Linked DNA regions of Arachis hypogaea: region 2 is linked to region 1. The links are chromatin contacts, called in public Hi-C maps. All regions are on one chromosome and are shown on one strand. The core of a region is the stretch at or near the end of the contact, and the rest is flanking DNA. Distances in the headings are between cores, read along the strand shown.

Region 1 (7,686 bases), core at 1,669-4,168:
TGATGATTGAAACTACCGTTTTGATTGCATTAATCCAACATTTTTTTAATTTCTCAATAACTAAAAATTATAAGCCATAAATAAAACATTAAATATAGTATGATTTTAAATTCATACATAGTCGTCGAAAATTAAAAGTTATAATCCAAAAATAATGTATTACACTATATGTGATTTTTTAATTAGGTATGTCTTAAAATATAGTCTTTATCAATTAAATTGTAGAGACAAATATCAACCAACAACCTATTTTCTCTAGAAATAAAACTTTTAGTGGATGTTGTCAAAATTTTGGATCCACTTTCAGTTTCACAACTCTCTTCTGTACCATGACTACGCCTTTATATATTGAGATTATATTTGTCGATCAATAATTAGAAATAGAAAAGGAAAGAAATAATAACAATTGCAGTTGTAGCAACAACAAGAACAACGTAGAAAATCAATAGAAGTCAAAATATACAATATGAAAAAAGAACAAGTATTTTCTGATTTTTTTTTTTTATTAGAGCATGAACTAAATCTAAAAGTATGACGAGAAAGAAAAATCAAAAGAATAAAATGAAATACATTACCTATTAGAAGTAACATAGAAAGCAAAAATAAATCAGAAAAAGCTCGATGATGGTAGTAATTAACAATGGCATTGCTTACGGTAGTGAGGTGATAAACAAAAGAAGAGAGGAAATGAGCAGTGCAGTGGTGACTAACCTTCATATCAAAGCTAGATCCAGATTGTATAAGCTCGTTGAAGGCAATGACATGGTGTTGCTTGCGGTGGCGAAGGGATGAGAGGCGACAAGGAGATGAACCAAGCACCAGCGGTAAACCTTCAGATCGAAGCCAAATCGAGAACTAGATCGTAGAAGCTCGATGAAAGCAACAACAATAATGGTGTTTCTTGCAGTGGCAAGGAGATGAACTGTGACAAGGGGATGAACGACAGTGAGCAGATAATGACAGCAGCGAGAGATGAATGGCAGCAAGAGATTAGAGTTCATCGTTCACATCACTTACACTTTTTCATATGTAACAAAACTAATCACTCTCAATCTCTCATATATATATGCAATGACACTCCGATTTAAAAGACAAAAGAGAGAATTATAATAGTGGTTCCAAACTGCCACCATCAACTAAAACCACCACAAAAATCATTAGCATTATGGCAAATACTAAAGAAAAGTGAGTCATTGGATGAAATCTCACACCAATCTTACACCATTAAAACTATCATTGATGTCTATTTGATGGCTACAAATCATAAAAATTGCTGCCCCTAACATTCTTCATAAAAAATAATGGTAATTATGTAAAACCACTAAAAAATTAATGCCATTTTAATCCAATTTTTTTTTGTAATGGTTAGTTTAAGATATATTTTAATCTATGAAAAATTGCAATGCTATATATGGATAATAAATTTAGAGAAAATATAAAAAATTAATTTTTAGTTAGTCAATATTAACTAACTTTAATGTTTGAGTTTATAATTTAAGATTTAAGGTTAAAGTTTATGATTTACGGTCTAAAATTTTAGATAAACAAAATAATTTTAAAAAATTAACTGTATTAACTGAAAAAAAATAGTTACCTAACATTATTCATAAATTTATCCTTCTATTAGTTTCTCTTTGCCAAAAGCTTACAAATTTAATGTTGCAATTATTTAGGGACTTAATATTGTTATTTTATTTCTATAACTCTATTACAAAAATTCTTAAATAATTATTTGATATCCTTTTCCATAAAACTTACAGATTCATTCCAAAATTTTCCGAAGACCTACTTATACATTTTCATGCAGTTAGGTTTATCAAATTAAACCTGTTCTTCAAACAATTTACAAACTATTAAGCAATTTACCAAGAACTGGTCCTAGTAATACAATAAACGCACAATGACCAATAAGAAATCACCGTCTTTTGAATATTTCTGTATATATGGTGGAAAAAATAGAAGTATATAACAAAAAGTAATAATCCTAATAATCACCAGAAAGAAACGTGTTAGTGCTGTTGTTGTCGTTTAATGACGTAGCATCTAACTTGAAATTTGATTAGATGAAAAGTTAAACCAACAACTAAAGTAAACTACTAAGAAAATTAGTGATAATGACAAATATATATAGTTATTATTATAAAGTTCTTCTATCCCTTCCACTTACGGAGATGTTAATCGTTGATTAATTAAAATATTTACGATGTTATTCCATACAAAATTGTGTTAAATATTGATATAATACTATAACTTATTTTATTCTAAGACGTCTAATATATATAATCATAGAATTCTTAACATGTCCTCTACTAACCAGAGAAAAAAAAGGAATTTTTTTAATATGATTTAATGGTCAAAGAAAAACATTGTATTATTTTATGTTGCGATAGTTGATAAATCTAATATTAAGATTATTATTACGTAACATATTTGAGTAAAAATCCAAAATGTTCTCCAATAAATTTTTTTAAGAGTTTAATTTTAATATATTTTTATTAAAGTTGTATATATTTATTTAATTACATAAAATTGTATCAGTAAAAAAAATAATTTTTATATTAATTACGTGAATAATTATTTAAAAAATAAATATGATTAGACGATTACATAAAATGTTTTATACTATTAATGTATTAAAATTAAATTCAATTTTTAATCTCGTAAAATATTTGACACATAAGTTTTTAGTGAAATTCATAAACTTAAATGACTAAAAGTAATCTCTAATTCCTTCTATCTAGATTCCAAAAGTCAACCCCATTAAAGTAAAGGTGCTCATTATTTATTTATTTTTTGTAATATATTTTGCACTGTTATATTGATTGAGCAATATAAATAACATGCAAAAGCGCGGTGGCTTTCGTCATCAGCTACACCACCAATTACTCATTCTCATCTCTGCATTAAATTTGATTTCTATGTAGACTTGGTAAGAGCCTTAACCTTTGAGATACCAACTTTCTTCATATTTTTTTATCCACGTGTCTTTCACTCAGTCATTATATTTTATTACAACTTAGACTTTCTTTTCATTTTTGCTGCCTCCTTATTACCTTCTATTTTTCTTATTGCTTCCAACTTCCACCGTGTTGCTTCTTTTAATTACAAATCTTCTCATATATAGGTATGTTTGTTCTTCTTCTTCTTCATATAACTTTTTGTTTTTCGAAGATGTTTATCGTGGAAATAGTCTTTGACTTTTAGCTCAGTTGTTCGTGTAAAACTATTTTAAACCATTAGTACATAAAAATTCCGGAATATAAACAGGTATTGATCTATATATATGTGCGTGCGCGCAAGGAAAGCGAGCAGGGTGGAGGTTTGAGTTCATCAGGAAGAATATTTAAGTGGTGATTTTGTTTTAGAGTGTATACTTGGGATGAATCTTTCAAAGTGTGAAGTTGTTCTGTTCTTGTGGTTTTGCTGCTATTTGCTATTGGCTACTGCTCAGAATGGAGTCACTCACCCCAATGAAGGTTTGTTAGAAAAGAGAAGTGATTTATGCTAAAAGATCATATTTTTAGTTTATTTAGATATTGCCAAATCACTCTCTGGATGCGAGTTTTTTAAAACTTGTGTTAACGCGAGATGTTTGTGCATCGAGCGGTCATCTGTATATATTGCTGACTCATTATATATTGTTGATTGGTTCTATGGGTAACTTGATTATGGATACAGTTAAGGCGTTGAGAGCCATAAAGAACAATTTGATTGATGTCAATAGAAATTTGAGTAATTGGAATCAAGGAGATCCATGTATTAATAGATGGACAGGGGTTTTGTGTCACGACAGAAGATTTAACGATGGATATTTTCATGTTCGGGAACTGTAAGATTTAATATCTTTCTTAGTTTGTCACTATTTTTATGTCATGGTATTATGTAATATTATGTATATATATAACACCCTTTTATTTATTTATTTATTTATTTTTATAATTTTAGGCAACTATATAGAATGAACTTGTCTGGAAAATTGGCACCGGAGATTGGCAACTTCACTTATCTGGAAATATTGTAAGAATGTAGCTGTTTTTAATGTTTGGAATATAATATTGTTTACATTATTTTTTTCAATAGAACATTATCAACATGTTAGATATATACTAAAATTAGCTATCAAAATTGATTATTAACATAAAATATATGTTAAAATATAAAATATACATTGAAAGATAAAAATAAGTTAAATAAAATATATATTTATATATAAATATAAATACATAGTAACTAATTTTAATAGGCAATTTTAATATAAATATAAATATAATGCTTTTTGTATTATGATATATGCTTATGTTTTATTTGTGTTGTTGAAAGGGATTTTATGTGGAACAAGATAAGTGGGACCATACCAAAAGAAATTGGCAACATCATTACCCTGAAACTCTTGTAAGTTGAGGCATTTTTTTTTGGCTGAGTATTATAGATGGTGAATATTTTTAACTTCATATAAAGTGGATAGATTAGAGCTGTTAGATGGCAATTTAGTCAAATCTATTAAATTATTTAACTACTCTCAACTATCAATTTCATATAAAGTTAATTGTACTTTTATTTTCGCCGAAACATATCATGGACAAAAAATTTGTTGCATGATTATTATTTTTTGAACATCTTATGACCTTATGAAACATTAATTATATGTATTCTTTTGCAGGCTCCTGAATGGAAATAAATTAATTGGTCCACTGCCAGAAGAGCTTGGCTATTTACCAAACTTGACCCGAATGCAAATTGATCAGAACAATATCAATGGATCTATACCTTCATCATTTGCAAACCTCAATGCCTGCAAGCACTTGTAAGATTGATTCATTCTTCTTCATGATCAAGATTCACTTCAAAAATGAAAGAAATAATCCTTTGCCTTTTCCAGTCACATGAACAATAATTCACTTAGCGGCCATATCCCGCCGGAGCTTTCCCAACTACCAAACCTTTTTCACCTGTAAGTTGGCTGTTCGATATCAGTAACACACTCCTTTCGTCCAATAATAACTGTCACAATAAAAAAAATCACATTGAAAATCACATTGTATAAAGTTTTTGGATTTAATAATTTTATTATAGTAATTAATAGATGTTTATGTGTATTTGTGGACATGCAGGCTTCTTGACACAAACAACTTAACAGGAACACTTCCCCCTGATCTCTCTAAGATGCCACGCTTAAAGATTCTGTATGATTCTCTTTGCACTTTCTTTTCCCTAATTTTTTGATATTCTTTTATCATATATGTGACTAGAATTTTGTCTTTTTATTATTTTATTTTTTTGCAGGCAGCTTGATAACAATAACTTTAGTGGAAGTACTATTCCCGAGTCTTATGGAGATATGTCACATTTGTTCAAACTGTAAGTGCATTTTCTGATACATTGTAAACAAGTTACAAATACAAGGAATGGAACTGAGTTGCTAAACAAATACAATTATAAATAGGAAAAGGAAATACAGTTAACTGTTAATACTGCAAGTGTGAGGAGGTGTATGAAATTAATCCCACATTGAAGAAAGTAAGAAAGAGTGAGGAGTTTATAAGATGAAAGACCCATTAATTTACTAGTTTAAGATTTTGAATTAGACGTAGTGTTTTTTCATTTTATGTTATCTCGATTCCTTGTTTGATATATCAAAGTTGTTTGACTAAATAAGTATAATATGCTCTTATCATCTTGATTTCTTCCAATTAATATGTTATGACACTAAATACACAAGAATTATTTAAAATAATGCATTGTCCTTGTCACATTATTTTCAGGAGCCTTAGGAACTGCAACTTGAAAGGACCAATTCCTGATTTGAGTAGGATACCAAACCTTTATTATATGTAAGTATCTCATTTTCAGTTTGTGTATTGATTTATAATATTATATGTATTCTAACAGTTTTCTGGTTACTATTATTTTTGTAAATTCCAGTGATCTCAGTCACAATCAGCTGAATGAAACAATTCCTACAAATCAGCTTTCTGGGAATATCACAACCATGTAAGAATCTGTATTGTTCAAATAATTTTTCATCTATTGAATATTTGCATTCAAGTATTTGGATTTGTTATGTGGATAATTTTCGGCACAACCATATTACATGTACACAAAAATTTAGTCACTAAATCAGTCATTTGTATAAAATATGCGTTGAAATACAATATACACATTAAAAACGAGTTAAACATGATGGTTTCAGTGGCTAAGAGAAAGGGGGTTGAATCTTAGCTCCCTTTTTGTTGCTAATACTTGCTGAATTCAGAGGAGATTTTTTTTGTTTTGGCTCGTTTCTGGACACGAGACTTTTTCTTTTATCTCGTCCCTAGTCACGAGACTTTTTGTTTTGTCTCGTCACTTTGCACGAGACATTTTTAGTTTTTGCTCCTGTACAATAGAAAACAGAAATGGAGTAGGAGAGAAGAAAGATTACACCCAGATATATCATGGTTCAGCTGCTAAGTGCAGTGCAGCCTACATCCAGTCTCCATCACAACAATGATGGAATTTCACTATAATCAACCTGATTACAAACTGTAAAGTGCTAACCCAACTTACAAGGGGATTCCCACAGAATCATGAAACACAACATAGATGAACAAAGGAACTCTAAGACATCTATAGCTTTTTCTTTTAATTTTGCACTCTCTGTCTTTTTCCGCTCTATGGCTTTTTCATACAAACCTCACTGTTTGCCTTTTTCCATGAGACTCAAGACATGACAAAATTAAACAGAAAAATACAAAACTGAATACATTGAAGGAGAAGAGAAAACTGTTAGCTCAGGTAGCTCTGAGAACAATGTGCCTTGCACTCTCAAAATTTTCTCCTTGCTCCAAACAGTGGTTGTTCACCCTTAATATAGAAGAGGGAAGCCTCCACTTATTGAAGCCAACAACCGAACCAACTTCTTCCTCCTTCAACTAACAGAACCGGTTCGGCCACATAGAGAGAGAAGAGATAACCATGCAAAACCCAACATGCAATTACCTCTAGTCCTTTCTTGATCATCACCCTTTATCAATCCGAGCTCTCCATCCTTGGCTTGCTCTCCAAGATGGATTTCTGGCCCTTGATGCTTCATGATGATGATGACTTTATCTGCTTCAATCTCTGCCTCAACCATCACTTCGCCACTCTAGCTACTTCCTGTGGTGGTTGAGCAGAATCAAAGACAAGCCATGCTTCAAGAATCTCCCTTGCTGGCCGAATCTTTACCTTCCATTTTTGAGCATGAAGAACTCAAGATAACCTCACCATATCTAACCACATTTGGTGAGTATCTTAGCCACAACTCATTTTTATTTTAGTATGTTTTCTTGCCATCATTAGCTTGATGGTCTTGATGCATGCAACTTCTTCTTTTTCTTGGTTGATGAACATTGCTTCCATTGTTTTCTGGACAAGGACCGAATAAGAAGCAAGAAAGAGATGAGAGAGAATGTGAAGTTAAAGTAAAAGCAATTAAATGAAAATGAAATATATTGATAGATTACTTTTACTTCCCTTGCTTTGAGTAGCGTATAGCATTAATCATAATGATTCCCATCAAATCAAAGTCAACTTCTCTCTCATGTTTCCGATGCTAGCATATTAAGTTTTGAAATCCATTCTTAGCAAGAAATGGAATCCGTTAAAAAGCATGAAGCCTATATGCTTTCTTGGTTTCGTACCAGGCTTGGAAGCATTTAAAAAATT
Region 2 (7,686 bases), core at 1,330-3,829, 100 kb before region 1:
TTCTGACAACTATGTTAATAATTATTTATTCTTCTACTCTTGATTAATGCATTGATTCATGTTTAAGAATTGGTTTCGTTCTTCATCCTACGGATTAGTGTGTATTGAAAAATAACTCTAATCTAATTTGAATTCTTTTGAATCTTGGAAAAGTTACATCACTAGAATTAAAGTTTGAAATCCTTTTCTCATAACTCCTTAATTGTTTAGATTTAATGTGATACGTGACATATAATCGGATTATTTTTGGGTTCTTAGAGATTGTGTGGCTTATAAATCAGATTTTGAACTTAACCTTCTAATACAATTGATTGATCAAGGAATTGACGGTTGATTGGGTTAGAGAAAATTGAATTGCCTTGGAATAGGAATTCAATCACCTAGGGTTTGCCATAAACTCAATCTTTGCATGATTAGGGTAGTTGACATTGAATGTTAATCCAAAAATCTAAACATCTCTTAAGTCTTAACTCTTTTCTCATACTATTTTCTTAACCATTTACTGCTTAGTTTTCTTAATTCACTGTCTTTTACACTACTTGATATTCAAAACTCTCATTTCAACTTGTCTAACTAGAATAATTAATCAATTATTGCTTGTTTAGTCCATCAATCCTCGTGGGATCTCACTCACCGTGAGTTTATTACTTGATACGATTCGATGCACTTGCCGGTAATTGTGGTTTGAAAAATTCGCATCAAATTTTGGCGTCGTTGCCGGGGAATGAGGAGGAACCCATGTTTGTAATAACAGCTATCAATCAGCTGGCAGTTTTGCCACAGTAAGCACACAGCTTGGAAGGAACTCGTCCTCTACTTCTTCCATGAACTCCACGTCCACTTCCTCTCCCTTGAATGTTTGGGGTCCATTGCTAAGTGCTGCATTTATCAAACTCTTGGAATTCAGCATCTCTGGCTGATTCAACTCCCTTTCTTTCTGTAGAAGGAGTTAATAAATCGCAGCAACCTCTGGGAGGGGTTTCATCAGCATTATTTAGGATTTGACGGTGGAGTATTGGTTATTGAGCCCCCCTTATAAATCGAATTGCATTTGTTCTTTTCCTGTATCCTCTCATTACATCAAGCCCGCATTCACATTCTTTCATGCATTCACAACTAGGAACTGGTTCAAATTCTTCGAGTTCTTCCCAGATTCTTTTAAGTTTTGTGAAATATGACGTTACTGACATCTCTCCTTGCTTTAATGAGAACAGTTCTTCTTGCAACTCTGCTACTCTAAATGCACCCCCTTCATATAATTTGTGCTTTAGCTCATTCCAAAGCTCACAGGCATTGTTGTACGAAAGGACACTTTGGAGAATATCTTGACTCAGTGACGCGTGCAGCCAGGAGATCACGAGTGTATTGCATCTATCCCATGTATTGAACTTGCTATCTGTCTCATCAGGTTTTAGCAAAGAACCATCTACAAACTTGATATTGTTCTTTGATTTCAGTGATATCCATGCAGAGCACGCCCAAGAGTAGTAGTTTTGATTCGTCAGTGGAGTTGAGGTGAGAGCGATACTTGGATTCTCATTCGGATGTAGGAAGTAGAGGCTTGAGGGATCTTGATTGAGATTCAATGTTGCTTTCGGAGCTTGAGCTTGAATTGACGAAAACTGTGTCATCATTTTTGTGAATCGTTGGAATTCAGCCATGGAAAAATCTTGATTATCGGGATTCGAGTGTCCATGAGTTTCTGGACTTGTCAGATCCATCATTCTTTCTTGTGATCTCGCTGAAAATTAGCTTGAATCACAAGATCAGAATGCACGAAACTTGATTAAACCTTGAAATTGAAGGTACTCACAAATCTCTGCAACCATCCACGCTCACCGCACCATATTGAATCTTGGTGGCAGAAAAAGCGGGTGAGAGAAGAGAGTTACAAGAGCGGAATTTGAAAAATTTTTAATATGATGAATTCTGACTTTAAAATGATAGAAATTACCTCGCTACAGATACATGTCACTCCATATATATTGGCCGCCATAAGTTTAACTATTCTAATTTTAACTATTCTAACTTGCCTAACTAACTTCTAACAAGCTGCATGTGTAACTAATTTATATGACAGCTGGTAGCTCATTTTCTTTACTGCCAAGCTATCTCAATGCACTGCTATCTACCAACAGTTCTTCTAATTTGTTAGTAGTATTATAACAACATAGCTAGAGCATACATTTGATTGATTTCATCTTTTCTATGTGATACCGAAATTTTGTAGTGCTTTTGTTCCTATAAAACTGTTTAAATTTTGCTTTCATGATATCCTCCAAGCCTATGTGATGTAAATGAACAATGGGATTGTTTAAGATAATTGAAGCTAGTTTTAATTTATACCTAATTTTCCAGCTTGAGAATAATTGCAGCTCATTAAACAAAAGACCACGGAACTATTTAGCGACGGTCAATAAAAATTGTCACTATCTGCAATTTATGTTGTAATGAATACACTAATTAAGCTAATTTAAAATATATATGTTATCCAATCCGATCCCCTTGCATGGTGTAGTTACGTACAGTTTAATCAAATTGACTAATAAGAATTAATATAAAGTAACGGCTACATATATACACACCAACACATGTGATACCGTGAGCAATTATGAGACCAACACATCTTTATTTATATGATACTTTAATTTAATGGATTCGTATGATACTTTAATTTGGTATTATGTAAAATTACAAAGTATCAGTACTCTTATATGGTTGAACAATTATTAGGTGTCTTATTAAGTAAAATTAAAAATAATCTTAAAAACAAATATTAAATCATTTACTAAATAAAAAGATCAATATCTTTATATAAAGAATATTACTTACAAAAAAAAATTCAATAACTAACAGAGTTTATTATTTTTTATCAAGACTTTTAGTCATTAATTTAATATTTTTTGTCTAATAATTTAATAATATATTTTTAGTCTATATTTTAAATATTATTAATTAATTACTTGCTAAAAACAATAAATTTCATTAGTATTTAACATTCTTCCTATAAGTAATTTAGAGATGTAGTTAAGTAAAATGACTCATCTCATTTTAATCAAGTATCAAAGATTCAAACGTTATTTTAGACATAGAAAAACTTTGAAATTTCCGAGGAGTTATTCCATCTATTAAAGTATCTATAAATTAGTATGTATTAGTTCATAACAAAGAGAAAGATTCACAAGTCCATTAAATCCCTTAATTTAAACTTACTCGTAAAGTAATTAACATCACCTTTTGATCATAAAAAGAAGATAATTTCATCACTGAGCATTGATTCGGTATTAAGTTCCAGTTTGAGTGTTTCTGCTGATCTGTCGCCATTTGAAAAAGTACTATTTGTCATTATTTGTAAAATTAAGATTTAATTATTTTATTATTTTTTATAATTTTACTAAATTTTTAATTAAATTTCTATATTTTTTTAATTAAATCTTTACACTACTTTTAATTTTATAATTAAATTTTTTAATTTCTAATATAAAATAATGCTAGAATTAATTGAATATTTTTTCACAAATTAAATGTATCTATAATTAAGAATTTAATTAGATCTTTCATCACATATTTTTAAAAAAAATATTTTGTTAATTTTAATATTTTTAACATGAAAATAACTTAATTACAAAATTAAAATCTAATTTAAAAAAAATATAAAGACCTAATTGTTAAATTAAGTGAAACTAAACTAAACCTAAAATTATATATATATTGTTATTTTGTTTTCACACACCTATTTAAATTAAATTTAGTTTCAACATATTTTTTTATTTATTTCATCTCCTTTTCTTTATTTATTTGAATTTTAAGTTAGTATTAAGAAAAAACAAAAATATCAATTTAGATGTACAATCCTCCCCCCCCCCCCCTCCCTTTCTTCTCTCCCTCCCTCTTTAGAATTATCATTAATTGACACCTAAAGAGTAGGTCCCTCTAGTAATGTAGTAGCAGAGGCCACAGATTGCAGTGTAGAATGACCAATTATTTCCGAATTGAATCCGCAGAGCATACTTGAGTCAATCTACCCGCATGGAACCCTAAATTATATATTTTTATAATATATATAATATAAACAAAAGTATCATTGGTATGAATGCAAGGTGTCCATTTCAATGACATGGTATGGTATTTGTGCTTACAGAGACAAATGGAGATGGAAGCTAAGTAGCAAACAATGGAGTGAGACATTTCAAAGAAACCCACTTCATAGTTTCATTTCACATTCAAATGCTTCATGCAACCATGGTCCCCTTCTATTAATTATTCTTCCACTTAATTAGTGATATTTTTATTTCTTTCTCTTTTTGTCATCATGGCTAAATATGGTGTCAAATATATTATTTTTTACTTTTCTTAATTATGATATATATAAAGTTTGAGTCTTTGAGTAGTTTTGAAAGAATCATGCCGGAGTCCCAGTTTTTGAGTAGTATTAATAATAAAACATTTTTTTCTCTCTATAGTGAATATGTAAAATGGTTTTTCCATTCTTCATCAACTCCTTATTTGATCTTTATTTATTCTTTTCTCTTTTTATATTAACAGGCCTTGTTAGGTTTAGTTAAAAAAAAAAGTTTTACCTTCATGTAAACAAGTTTTACATTTGTATTTATTTACCTATTGTTAGGTTAGTAAAACTTTCACACTTAACCATGTAAATGGTCATCTTAAAAAATAAATGTGATTAAATAATTATATAAATTATTTATTAATTAGTGCATTAAAATTAATAAAAAATGTTTTTATGGGAGAACAAAGAAGATTAGTGCCATTTTTTTTTTCTGAACAGAAGACATTAGTGATGTTTTGTTTGTTCAGTGTTCCTTTAGATCCAAATTAACTTCATCAAGGCCCAGCTAAATGGACTCCTGCAGCTTGCATTTAGAATCCTATCCATATCCAATACCACCAAAAATTCATCCAAATTGGCAAAAATAATGGTGATAAAATTTCCTAATAATGAACTAGTCTTTTTTTCTATTAGATTGAGAGATACTATAGACAACTAAAAAATGTGTTAGATTTTTTTAAAATAAAGCAGTTATTTTTTTTTAAAGAATTTGATTATGATAATGATTAATATTTTAGAATTATCTACGAATTTAGTATTATCCATAAAATATTTTTTTTAAGTATCTAAAGTTTAATCAATCATGATGTGAAGAAAATGGTTTATAGTAAAAAAAAATAAGTACAAAATATTGAAGTTTATCAACTTTCTTTTTATAATTTTATATAAAAAACTTGCATAATTTTTTTTTATATATAAATAACAAACAAAATAGCGATAATTTATGTAAATTAATTTATCCATTTTACAATGTTTATTTCAACAATTGTTAAAAGATATCGCAAATTCGTTTACTAGAACATTAAAGAACGACAATTAATTAAGTGCCATAAATCTATTTTGTATCTGTTTGAAATCACTGCAAAATATCAATAAAATCGCCACTAAAAATCAAATTCTCCTTGTAATAAAGTCACGAAAATAAAAATAAAAACACAAATAACTCGTTGTTAGTTAATGACAATGTTAATTTCAATAGAAGATAGTTAGCTTGTGAAGCAAGACACAATATCTTAGTGTGTCTTAGTGTATCTATTAATATATAATAAGTAACTAGTGCATGCTTATTTGCTTGACAAGTGTATAAGTCAATTACATGATAAATATCCAATCTTTTTGGTTGACAAGTGTCATGATGAGAGATAAAGTGAATAGGTAAATAAGACTTTACACTTTAGATGATTTTAAAGTATTCAAAATATTCAAATTCAAACATTGACTCAAAGTATCTTCATTCAATTTAAACAGGTTCTTCAGCCCCTGTACCAAGCTTTCATTTCATAAAAGAAACCTATTATAAACATATGTTGGCCATCAAATTGCTTCCATACCTGTAAAAAATGGAAAAACAATATAATTTAATTATGGATGTTAATCCCAGAAAACTATAATGGTATTTCAAAATGTATATTGTTAGGATATGGGAGGTTCCAAATAAATACATTAAGAGAGAAATAGATTCGATTGAAATGATTCTACAAGATATCAAGGTATCATTTAATATGGTAATTTATTTATTATGCATGCTATTTCTTTTTTTACTTTGAGTGGTGGTATTCCAAAGTCAATAAATATATAATATTTATTTTGTTCATTGTTTGTGATGTTAAAACAGAATGGTAAAATATTCTTGCACTATTTTGAGGGAGTTAGTGAAAAAATGAAGTGGTGTCATTATTGAGTTTCAGATGTATACAATGACTAATTTTGTAGTCTTCGACAACAAGACGAAGAAAAAAAATGGTGTGAGTAGAATGGTGTTGACATTCTCTCAAAAAATTCTGGTGAATCATATTCAGAATCCTAGCTTTCCTTTTATGTTTTCTGCCTTAAGTCCTTTGTGGATCTACTAACGACCGACAAAATACAAGATTTTGATATGTTTAGTTAGTTTACTATATTTTTTTCTTAAACACTGCATGTTATGGTAATATAAACTATTTTCACATAATATCATATTAATTATTTCATTTGTAGATCTGATTAGCAAGGTTGTTGGCAAAAAAGATCCTAGAGATCTGATAACTAACAAAGGGAGGAAAACTAAGCGGTTGGTCACCATTCTTTAGGACCTTGAGTATATATATATCATTATTTTTTATGCATTAGTGTCTTATTAATTCTTATCTTGGGTACTTGATATATGCATGTGCTCACTAAACTCATTTTAGTCAATATTGGTCATTCATGATTGCCTATAAATAAACTATAATAAAATTTTTTGAAAGAACCCAATAGCGAAAATAACAGAAATATCGAAGATAAGAATAATATGAAGGCACTCACAAAATAATATGACAGCAACTATTAACAAACAAATATATCAAGTAAAGCAACAACAAGAACACACTGTATTTTAACGTGAAAAATCTCCCTCAATGTATGAGTTAAAAACCACGAGTCGTTCAAACCAATAAAATAGTTCCACTATAATCAAATATGAAATACAAGAAAGTCTCAAACAAAGCACAAATCGAACATACAATTAGCCAAAACACCAAAACTTACAAATGAGTAACAAGATGAAAAATACCTAAAATTAGAGTTGTTATTCGAAACTAGTTTCTCCCACTATAAACCTTCAATCAACATCTCCACCGTTCAGAATGAAAAAAAAGATGGGATGAACTTGCAGTCCAAATTTTTGACCGATCTAAATGTGAACAAATGAAAAAATACTGTTTAAAATCAGTTACTCTGCATAAAAATTATAACACCCTACCATACAAAGTCTTATGCTTAAGTCATAATTCAGAGATGGCAAGGTATTACGACCTCTAAAACAAAAATTTAGTACGTATAGTAGTATGAATAATTGATTATAACTAGGAGCCTTTGTAGAAAAAGGGGGTAAACAAAAACCGTAACTCGAACGCGCAACACTCCGATCGATAACGTAACGAACCGGGATAAGCTAACGCGAGATTATATATATAAAGAGTGTCAAAAACAAGAATATCAAGACTCAAAATCCGGCTGCGAAGAGAATCGGTCCGAGCATAGCAATATATACATATGATAAAATAAGGAAACCCCAAAGGAAACCCAAAGGGACACAAATACAGAAAACCTATTCTCCAAAAATCCCCTCTAGAAGGAGTCATCACAGTTTGTAT

Evidence for each region. Hi-C and Micro-C count contacts between places; a contact is called where the count stands out from the background.
Region 2: a contact with region 1 is called in a Hi-C map of leaf, with 2.3 times the contacts expected there. The contact joins the enhancer-like site here to the promoter of LOC112766669 in region 1. A contact is called at or near these places in 2 of 8 Hi-C or Micro-C datasets (leaf and an unstated tissue).

The regions. Positions count from the first base shown.
Region 1 is chr17:19,991,814-19,999,499 of arahy.Tifrunner.gnm2.J5K5, reverse strand. LOC112766669 (probable LRR receptor-like serine/threonine-protein kinase At1g06840) reads left to right here and starts at 2,918. Exons shown (of 21, transcript XM_025812567.3): 1 at 2,918-3,124; 2 at 3,268-3,476; 3 at 3,679-3,829; 4 at 3,946-4,017; 5 at 4,321-4,392; 6 at 4,661-4,804; 7 at 4,880-4,951; 8 at 5,112-5,183; 9 at 5,284-5,358; 10 at 5,763-5,831; 11 at 5,923-5,991. The coding sequence starts at 3,380.
Region 2 is chr17:20,092,789-20,100,474 of arahy.Tifrunner.gnm2.J5K5, reverse strand. No RefSeq gene overlaps it. Among protein-coding and RNA genes, the nearest start is that of LOC112762422, 5.6 kb to the left of the region's middle. Within about 2 kb of position 2,579, at least 1 of the 3 cell types and tissues checked has open chromatin away from gene starts, as enhancers often do.